Linked DNA regions of Hordeum vulgare: region 2 is linked to region 1. The links are chromatin contacts, called in public Hi-C maps. All regions are on one chromosome and are shown on one strand. Each heading gives the region's core, a stretch centred on a gene start, on an enhancer-like site or on the middle of the called end of the contact. The rest is flanking DNA. Distances are from core to core; before and after follow the strand shown. Region 1 holds the start of LOC123397563 (respiratory burst oxidase homolog protein E-like). Region 2 holds the start of LOC123397568 (dormancy-associated protein homolog 3-like).

Region 1 (4,022 bases), core at 465-2,964:
GAATCAGGTCCAACATATTTTTGTCATTAGCAGCCCCACTTAGATTGTTCTATGCATTCGGTTTTTGATCGGTTTAGCTGGGGGGGGGGGGGGTTCCTTGGAATTAAAGGTAGCATACCAATGCGAACTCTCATATATGGATGCGTTTCTACCATGCATTATTCCCCAATCTCTATCACGGTCATCGGGAATATGTCCTCTAGCAAAGCCTATGCCAAAGGGATTCCACCTCTTCCTCTTCCATTGCATCGATCCGAACTGTGATCAACACATTGGCCTCTACCCTCATTAGCAAGGGTAAAGTTTTCCTAGACAAGTTTTGCTACATCATGCTCTTTGGTGCCGCATTCTTCATGACAACGACCGATCGATATGCACTTGTCAAAGAAATAAGGGAACTTCTCATATTTAACTTGGTACAACTCATTCCCCTCTTTAGTGATGGATTCGAATCTGTCCAATTTCCTGTTCACATCCAATTTAACTCAAAGCGGAAGAAAAGAACCAATGTACCTAGTTGACAACCAAAGTTGTACTTCATGTATTTCACACATGTTCTTGCACATTCCTTTAACAATTTTCTCATCCAGATAATTATCTAGTAGCTTTAGGACACGAGCCTTGACCACAATCTTTTTCAAAGTAACTGAACGCGGGTTTTCAAAGAAATTGTACTCCTCTATAATCATGCTTGGTTCCAAAAGAGCCACGACCCTATGTTCATGACCGTGTTCCAATTGCTTAGGCATCTGAACTAGATCGTAAACATGTTTGGTTCAATCATACACCAGTGAACATCTCTTGTCGGGTTTTATGTAGACCACATATCAGAATAAAGAGCAGACGGACTACACCATTTGTTTGTATGAACCCTAAGAATTGCCAACCACTTAGCCATCTGGCAGCTCGACCTCGCGCTCCCAAATAAAGTCGTCCCCTTCATCTTCGTGCAGGCCGAGACATTGTAGCAGATCATCAGCATCTTCCTTTCCAGGTTGCTTTTTGCTGGCTTCTTCTTCGTCCTCCATGGGCGGATGTCAAGCTTTTCTCGTGATTCCTCAAATGTTGTCGCGGGAATCCCCGCTGGAAGTATCGGAGAGCAGATCGACATCAGATCATGTGAGATAAGAACCGAGCGTCGTCGGAGGATAAACAAACCCCTAGGCTTTCTGCGAGGGGACAATACCATGGTTAAGGCTAAAATCCAATCGCATAGCGACGGCTGGTTTATTAGTTTTACGCATCCCGTGTAAAATCTGAATCCATGGCACACAAACAAAAGAAAAAAAAGGCAAACTATTCGACCTTTCAAAAAAAAAAAAAGAGGACAAACTATTCAAAGTTGCAACAACAGTCTCCCTCCGAATCAACGGTCCCCGGATCCTCCTGTTTTAACCCACACACACGACAGTCGACGGTCGCTCCAGCCTCCAGTCCCCCTCATTTTTACTCATTTGGAAGCATCTGAGATTCCTGGACCGACGTGGTCCGGTCCACGTTCCACAGTCTACACTCCACTCCGCCCCACACCGACCGACCGCAGGCAGGCAGGTTGCCGCCGCACCGAGCAGCTCTCGCCCCAGGCCAAACCCGTGGCGCCCGCAGCTCCTTTCCGGGGGCTCGGAGACGACCCGAGCCCGAGCGGCGCACACAAGGAAAAGATATGGACTTGGTATAAAGATAAAGCGTTGGCGCGAGGCAGCAGCAAAGCCGAGCACAGCACCGCACCGCGAAGCCAAGCAAAACCGCGGTGCATGCGTGCATAGGAATAGAAGAAGATAGGGGTGGTCACCGCGGCGCGCCACCAGGTGATCACCGGCCCGCGGCGGGCGGGCGGGCGGGCGTACGACAAGCCGAGCCAGCCCACGGGGCGCGACGGGGAGAGATAGCAAGCGAGCCGAGAGCTTGCGTTGCGTGTCATAATACAGGCGGGCGCACCGCAACTACCATTGCAGCCCCCACCCAGAGCGCCGGGCTATTTTTATTCTTCTTCTTCCTCCTCCTCCTCCTCCCTGCTTGCTGCTCTCGCGGGCGGGGGCGGGGGCGCGGCCATGTGGACGCCGTCGCGCGGGAGCAACGCGCGGCGGGCCGGCCACCGGCGCATCGCGGAGGGCCTCCCGGACGACCAGACCACCAACACCGACACGTCCGACAACGAGTCCTTCACCACCGCCTATGGGGACGAGTTCTTCGCCGCGGCCGCCGGGGGGAGCGGGGCCGGGGGCATGCTCCCGGCATTCCTCGCCGACCAGGAGGACCTGGTGGAGGTCATGCTGGAGCTGGACGAGGAGTCCATGGTGGTGCGCAGCGTCACGCCCACCAGAGCCGCGCTCTACAGCGCCGCGGCGATGCCGCACACGCCGGAGGCGCCGGGCGGCGCCCTCAGCCGCTGCTCCTCGACGTCCTCGCGGATACGGAAGAAGTTCGCGTGGCTGCGTTCCCCGTCCCCCGCGCCCTCGCCCTCGCCGCGCGTGCCCACGCCCGCCGAGCTGCAGCGGGAGGCGGCCATGGCGGCCCGCGAGCGGCGGCGCATCCAGGCGCGGGTCAACCGGTCACGCGCCGGCGCCAAGCGCGCGCTCAAGGGCCTCCGCTTCATCAGCCGCACCACCGGCTCCCTCGAGGCCGCCGAGCTCTGGCGCCGCGTCGAGGAGCGCTTCAACGCCCTCGCCCACGACGGCCTCCTCTCCCGCGACAACTTCGGCGAATGCATCGGTACACCATCCCACACTCCTACTCTGTTTCTCTCTCGGCAACAGCCGCCCTCTGTGCTCCTCCCATCCCATCCCATTGTGTGATTAATGGCGAAGTTCTTGTCCGATGATGATCAGGAATGGTGGACTCGAAGGAGTTCGCGGAGGGCATCTTCGACGCGCTGGCGCGGCGGCGGAAGCAGAACCTGGAGCGGATCAACAAGGAGGAGCTCTACGACTTCTGGCTCCAGATCTCCGATCAGAGCTTCGACGCGCGGCTCCAGATCTTCTTCGACATGTAAGCGCAGCGCACCACCACCGAAACCGAATCCTCCGCCCATACATTTCCTTTCACCGGATCCCAAGCAACCGCTTTAATCCGCCATTCCCGACTTCCCATGCAAGCTCTCGCGCGTCCCAACCAGATTCTCGATGCTCATTCTTCTTGTTTTTGCCCCCAAATTCAATTCAGGGTGGACACCAACGTGGACGGGAGGATAACGAGGGAGGAAGTACAGGAGGTGACTTTTTTTTTCCTTTTTTTTTCAAACGGTTTCCTCGAATCATTTCTCCATTACCAGCGTTTAAGAAGCTTCTTCTGCGCGCCCAGCTCCAATTACAGTCACGCTTGCTGTTAGTTAATTACTGCTGCAGTAACTATCACCCCTTTGCTGTTACTTTCACGTGCTCAGCTGCTGCTTCTGCTTCACTCATCAAGTCCCAAGTAGTGGTAGTAAAAAGAATTATCACTGAAGAAGAAACTTTTGGTGTTTTTTGCCCGAGCAGCTGATCGTTCTGAGCGCGTCGGCGAACAAGCTGGCCAAGCTCAAGGAGCAGGCGGAGGAGTACGCGTCGCTCATCATGGAGGAGCTCGACCCGGAGAACCTCGGCTACATTGAGGTGCGCACCATACCATACCATTTATGTGTACACCAGCTTTCGTCTGGGGACGACGACACGTGTGCTGACTTTCGTCTCGGGCGGTGGCCAGCTGTGGCAGCTGGAGACGCTGCTGCTCCAGCGCGACACGTACATGAACTACAGCCGGCCGCTGAGCACGGCGAGCGGCGCGCAGTGGAGCCAGAACCTGGGCGTGGGCGGCGGCGGGGCGGCGGCGGGCGGCGGCGGCAGCAAGGGGGAGGAGGACCCGCAGACGACGTGGGGAGGAGGGATGCGGGAGCGGCGGCGCGGGTGGGGCCGCGGCGTGAAGAAGGCGGCGTCGCACGTGCGGGTGGCGGCGGAGGAGAACTGGCGGCGCGCTTGGGTGGTGGCGCTGTGGGTGGCGGCCATGGCGGCGCTCTTCGTGTGGAAGTTCGTGCAGTACCGGCGGAC
Region 2 (3,954 bases), core at 1,410-3,909, 170 kb before region 1:
CACTAACGCTTCTGCTGTACGGTCTACAAGGGTACGTAGATCACACATCCCCTCTCGTAGATGGACATCACCATGATAGGTCTTCGTGCGCGGAAGAAAATTTTGTTTCCCATGCAACGTTCCCCAACAGTGTCGATGGAGAGACGAGGTCTCCCGGCAGGGCTTCGCCAAGCACCGACAGAGAGGAGGAGAAAGAAGGGCAGGGCTGCGCCGAGGGAGAGCGAGAAGTCTGTCTCCCAAGGGCCAAAACCCCTCTCTATTTATAGGAGGAGGGGAGGGGCTGCGCCACCCCTAGGGTTCCCTCCCTAGGGGCCGGCGGCCACCAGATGGGAAAGGGGGCGGCGGCTAGGGTCGGGAGGGGTGGCGCACCACCTGGTGGGCCTCAGGCCCACCTGGCTTAGGGTTTGCCCCCCTTTTTCTCTTCCCCACGCATTGGGCTGAGTGGGGAGGCGCACCAGCCCACCTAGCGGCTGGTTCCCTTCCCCACTTGTCCCACCTTACCTCCCGGGGTCGTTGCCCCCCTTCGGTGGACCCCCGGGGCCACCTCCGGTGGTCCCGGTGGTCCCGGTACGTTACCGGTGATGCCCGAAACACTTCCGGTATCCGAAACCATCCGTCCTATATATCAATCTTTACCTCCGGACCATTCCGGAGCTCCTCGTGACTTCCGGGGTCTCATCCGGGACTCCGAACAACTTTCGGTAACCTCGTATAACAATTCCCTATAACCCTAGCGGCATCGAACCTTAAGTGTGTAGACCCTACGGGTTCAGGAGACAGGCAGACATGACCGAGATGCCTCTCCGGCCAATAACCATCAGCGGGGTCTGGATACCCATGGTGGCTCCCACTTGCTCCACGATGATCTCATCGGATGAACCACGATGTCAAGGATTCAATTAATCCCGTATACGATTCCCTTTGTCTGTCGGTATAGAACTTGCCCGAGATTCAATCGTCGGTATACCTATACCTTGTTCAATCTCGTTACCGGTAAGTCTCTTTACTCGTTCCGTAGCACGTCATCGTGTGACTAACTCCTTAGTCACATTGAGCTCATGATGATGTTCTACCGAGTGGGCCCAGAGATACCTCTTCGTCACACGGAGTGACAAATCCGATCTCGATTCGTACCAACCCAACAGACACTTTCGGAGGTACCCGTAGTGCACCTTTATAGTCACCCAGTTACGTTGTGACGTTTGATACACCCAAAGCACTCCTACGGTATCCGGGAGTTGCACAATCTCACGGTCGAAGGAAAAGATACTTGACATTAGAAAAGCTTTAGCATACGAACAATACGATCTAGTGCTATGCTTAGGATTGGGTCTTGTCCATCACATCATTCTACCAATGATGTGATCCCGTTATCAATGACATCTAATGCCCATGATCAGGAAACCATGATCATCTATTGACTAACGAGCTAGCCAACTAGAGGCTTGCTAGGGACACATTGTGATCTATTTATTCACACATGCATTACTGTTTCCTGTTAATACAATTATAGCATGGACAATAGACGATTATCATGAACAAGGAAATATGATAATAACCATTTTATTATTGCCTCTAGGGCATATTTCCAACATGAGCACCCTAGACGGAAGAGGTCACCTCAAAGCCATAGTCCATTGTGACGAAGCTTCGTGGTTTCGTTGTGAGCTCCCAATTCAGTTGTGGAGATAGCCCCAACCTTGTTTGTAAAGGTTCGGTCGCCGCATTTAAGGGCACCTAGTGGAATCACGACATCTCGCATTGTGTGAGGGCGTGAGGAGAATACGGTGGTCTTAGTGACATCTTGGAGAGCATTGTGCCTCCACAATGCTCTAACGGAGACATACTTCCCCTCGAAGGGAAGGAACTTCGAAAACACATCCTCGTCTTCATCGATTCCATTTGTGGTTTACTTTTTCCTTTACTTGTATTTCTTACTTGTTTGTTATTGTTGGTGTTAGCATCATATAGGTTGCTCACTTAGTTGCTTGTCTAAATAACCTATCTATTGTTAAACTTAATTTGTTAAAGAAAACCTTAAAATTAGTAGTTGTCTATTCACCCCCTCTAATCATATCATATCGATCCTTTCACCTCGCTAACTCGAGGGTATGATATGTTGATCCCTCGTTTACTCGTTCATGTGTTTGCTTCATATGTTGCGTTCATAGATGTTTTGATTCTATGTACTGTTTGTATACACATGTTTAGATATCGGTATGAGTCGGCGATTGCCATGCTTATCATTTACTCATAGATTAGTCTAGTTGTAAAAGTGCTCATTTTCCAACGGGACACTGCCATTGTGCATGCCCTCGGCTTCTCATGATCCATTTTGCAGGCTGAGCCGACTCAGCACTCCGATATCAGCGGGAATCCGCATCCCAGACTGTTTTTATCCGATAATAACGACCCTATCCGGCTTGTTTGACTCATCATCCGCAATTACCGATGAAGATCCTGAAAACAACCCCATTTTATCCAGTTCCACCCTATCCGTTTCCTAATTCCTGATGGCTAAAAAACTGCGCCGGCTACGCTGGACCGCAGGAGCCGAGCCGAGCCGAGCCGATCGAGCCCGGAAACAGAAAGATGGGCAATCCAAAGTTGCGTATGCCCTCCAAATATCTCGCCTACGTCCCCTCCCCACCCTTCGGCCTCATCCATCTATAAAACTCCACCCGCTCCCTCCCTCCAACAAAGAAGGAAAGAAGGAAGGAGGATACACTGCGCCTGCGCCTGCGCCACACACACCCCTCGACACCAAAGGTAATAATCATCTCCATCCCCTCTCCTCTCTTCCTCCCTCTCGGCCAAGAACACGCGAGGCAAGAACAAATTTAGAGGAAGAGGAGATGATGATCGTGTATGTAAACTCAGCTCCTGATCTATCTAACCACGTAACTGCGACTGCGCGCAGGTTCCCGGATCCTGTTCCATGGGGCTTCTGGACCAGCTGTGGGACGACACGGTGGCCGGGCCGCGGCCGGACCACGGCCTCGGCAGGCTCCGCAAGTACGCCTCCTTCTCCCCGTCCTCCGCGGCGGCCGGCACGACCGCCGCGCCGTCGGCCGACCTTGCGGCGCCGGCCGTGACGCGGAGCATCACCATCCTCCGCCCGCCGGCCCTGTCCGTGACGTCCCCGCGCAGCGAGTCCGGCTCCGGCTCCGCGCCCTCGTCCCCGGCCAGCGTCCCCGACTCCCCCTTCGGCACAGGTACCTCCTTATGCACAATAACACCTTTGCCTCCTATTTTTATCTCGTACGACGTGGCCGGCGTGATGTGGCTGACATGCTTGCTTGTGGTTGCAGCAACGACACCCAGGGGAGAGGGCTGGAGCAAGCTGCGCCGCAAAGGCAGGATGGCCGCCGACGGGGCGGACGCCAGCCCCGGCACCCCCAGGAGCCCCACCGTCTACGACTGGTGCGTTGGCTTCAAACCGAATATCCCCTATTGTTTTTGAGCGCGTCGCATGATGAAACTAGCAGATCCAACCAACATGACACTGGTCTCTGGTAGCCACAAATCTGATTCTTCCCAACCGTGTGTCTGGCAGGGTGGTGATCAGTTCGCTGGACCGCTAACCGTGAAAAAAGAAGAAGCAGATCCACAAGACGGAGGAGAACTGCAGGAGCACAACGAGAGTAGCCGCAAACTACGTATGACCGGAAGATGGAACCCTGTCCCAGTAGTATATGCTATCAGTTATGTACTACTACTTCCGTTGTAAACTAAACATCATCCACTCCACGTGAGCTGGTGCTAGTTTTCGTAGCCAAGGATGTGTGCCACCGCGTAGATAGCTGAAGGAGAAGAGTTCGTAGTAGGCAACCGGCGACGTGCAACCACCTGAGGCGAATGAGACCGAGATGTGAAGCGTGTGTAAATCCTACCAGTGGTAGATGTAGATGAAGAGGGGATGCTGAGCTCTGGCCGTCAGGCTCTCCCCCTGCT

Evidence for each region. Hi-C and Micro-C count contacts between places; a contact is called where the count stands out from the background.
Region 2: a Hi-C map of leaf shows a contact between it and region 1, with 3 times the contacts expected there. The contact joins the promoter of LOC123397568 here to the promoter of LOC123397563 in region 1. A contact is called at or near these places in 6 of 6 Hi-C or Micro-C datasets (leaf, seedling and an unstated tissue) and 1 of 1 datasets of contacts at active chromatin or transcription factors (embryo).

Annotation. Positions count from the first base shown.
Region 1 is chr5H:433,390,669-433,394,690 of MorexV3_pseudomolecules_assembly, reverse strand. LOC123397563 (respiratory burst oxidase homolog protein E-like) reads left to right here and starts at 1,714. Exons shown (of 13, transcript XM_045092096.1): 1 at 1,714-2,712; 2 at 2,829-2,988; 3 at 3,163-3,211; 4 at 3,477-3,590; 5 at 3,682-4,022. The coding sequence starts at 2,052.
Region 2 is chr5H:433,557,297-433,561,250 of MorexV3_pseudomolecules_assembly, reverse strand. LOC123397568 (dormancy-associated protein homolog 3-like) reads left to right here and starts at 2,659. Exons shown (of 4, transcript XM_045092101.1): 1 at 2,659-2,769; 2 at 2,921-3,215; 3 at 3,312-3,423; 4 at 3,557-3,954. The coding sequence starts at 2,939. The coding sequence ends at 3,584.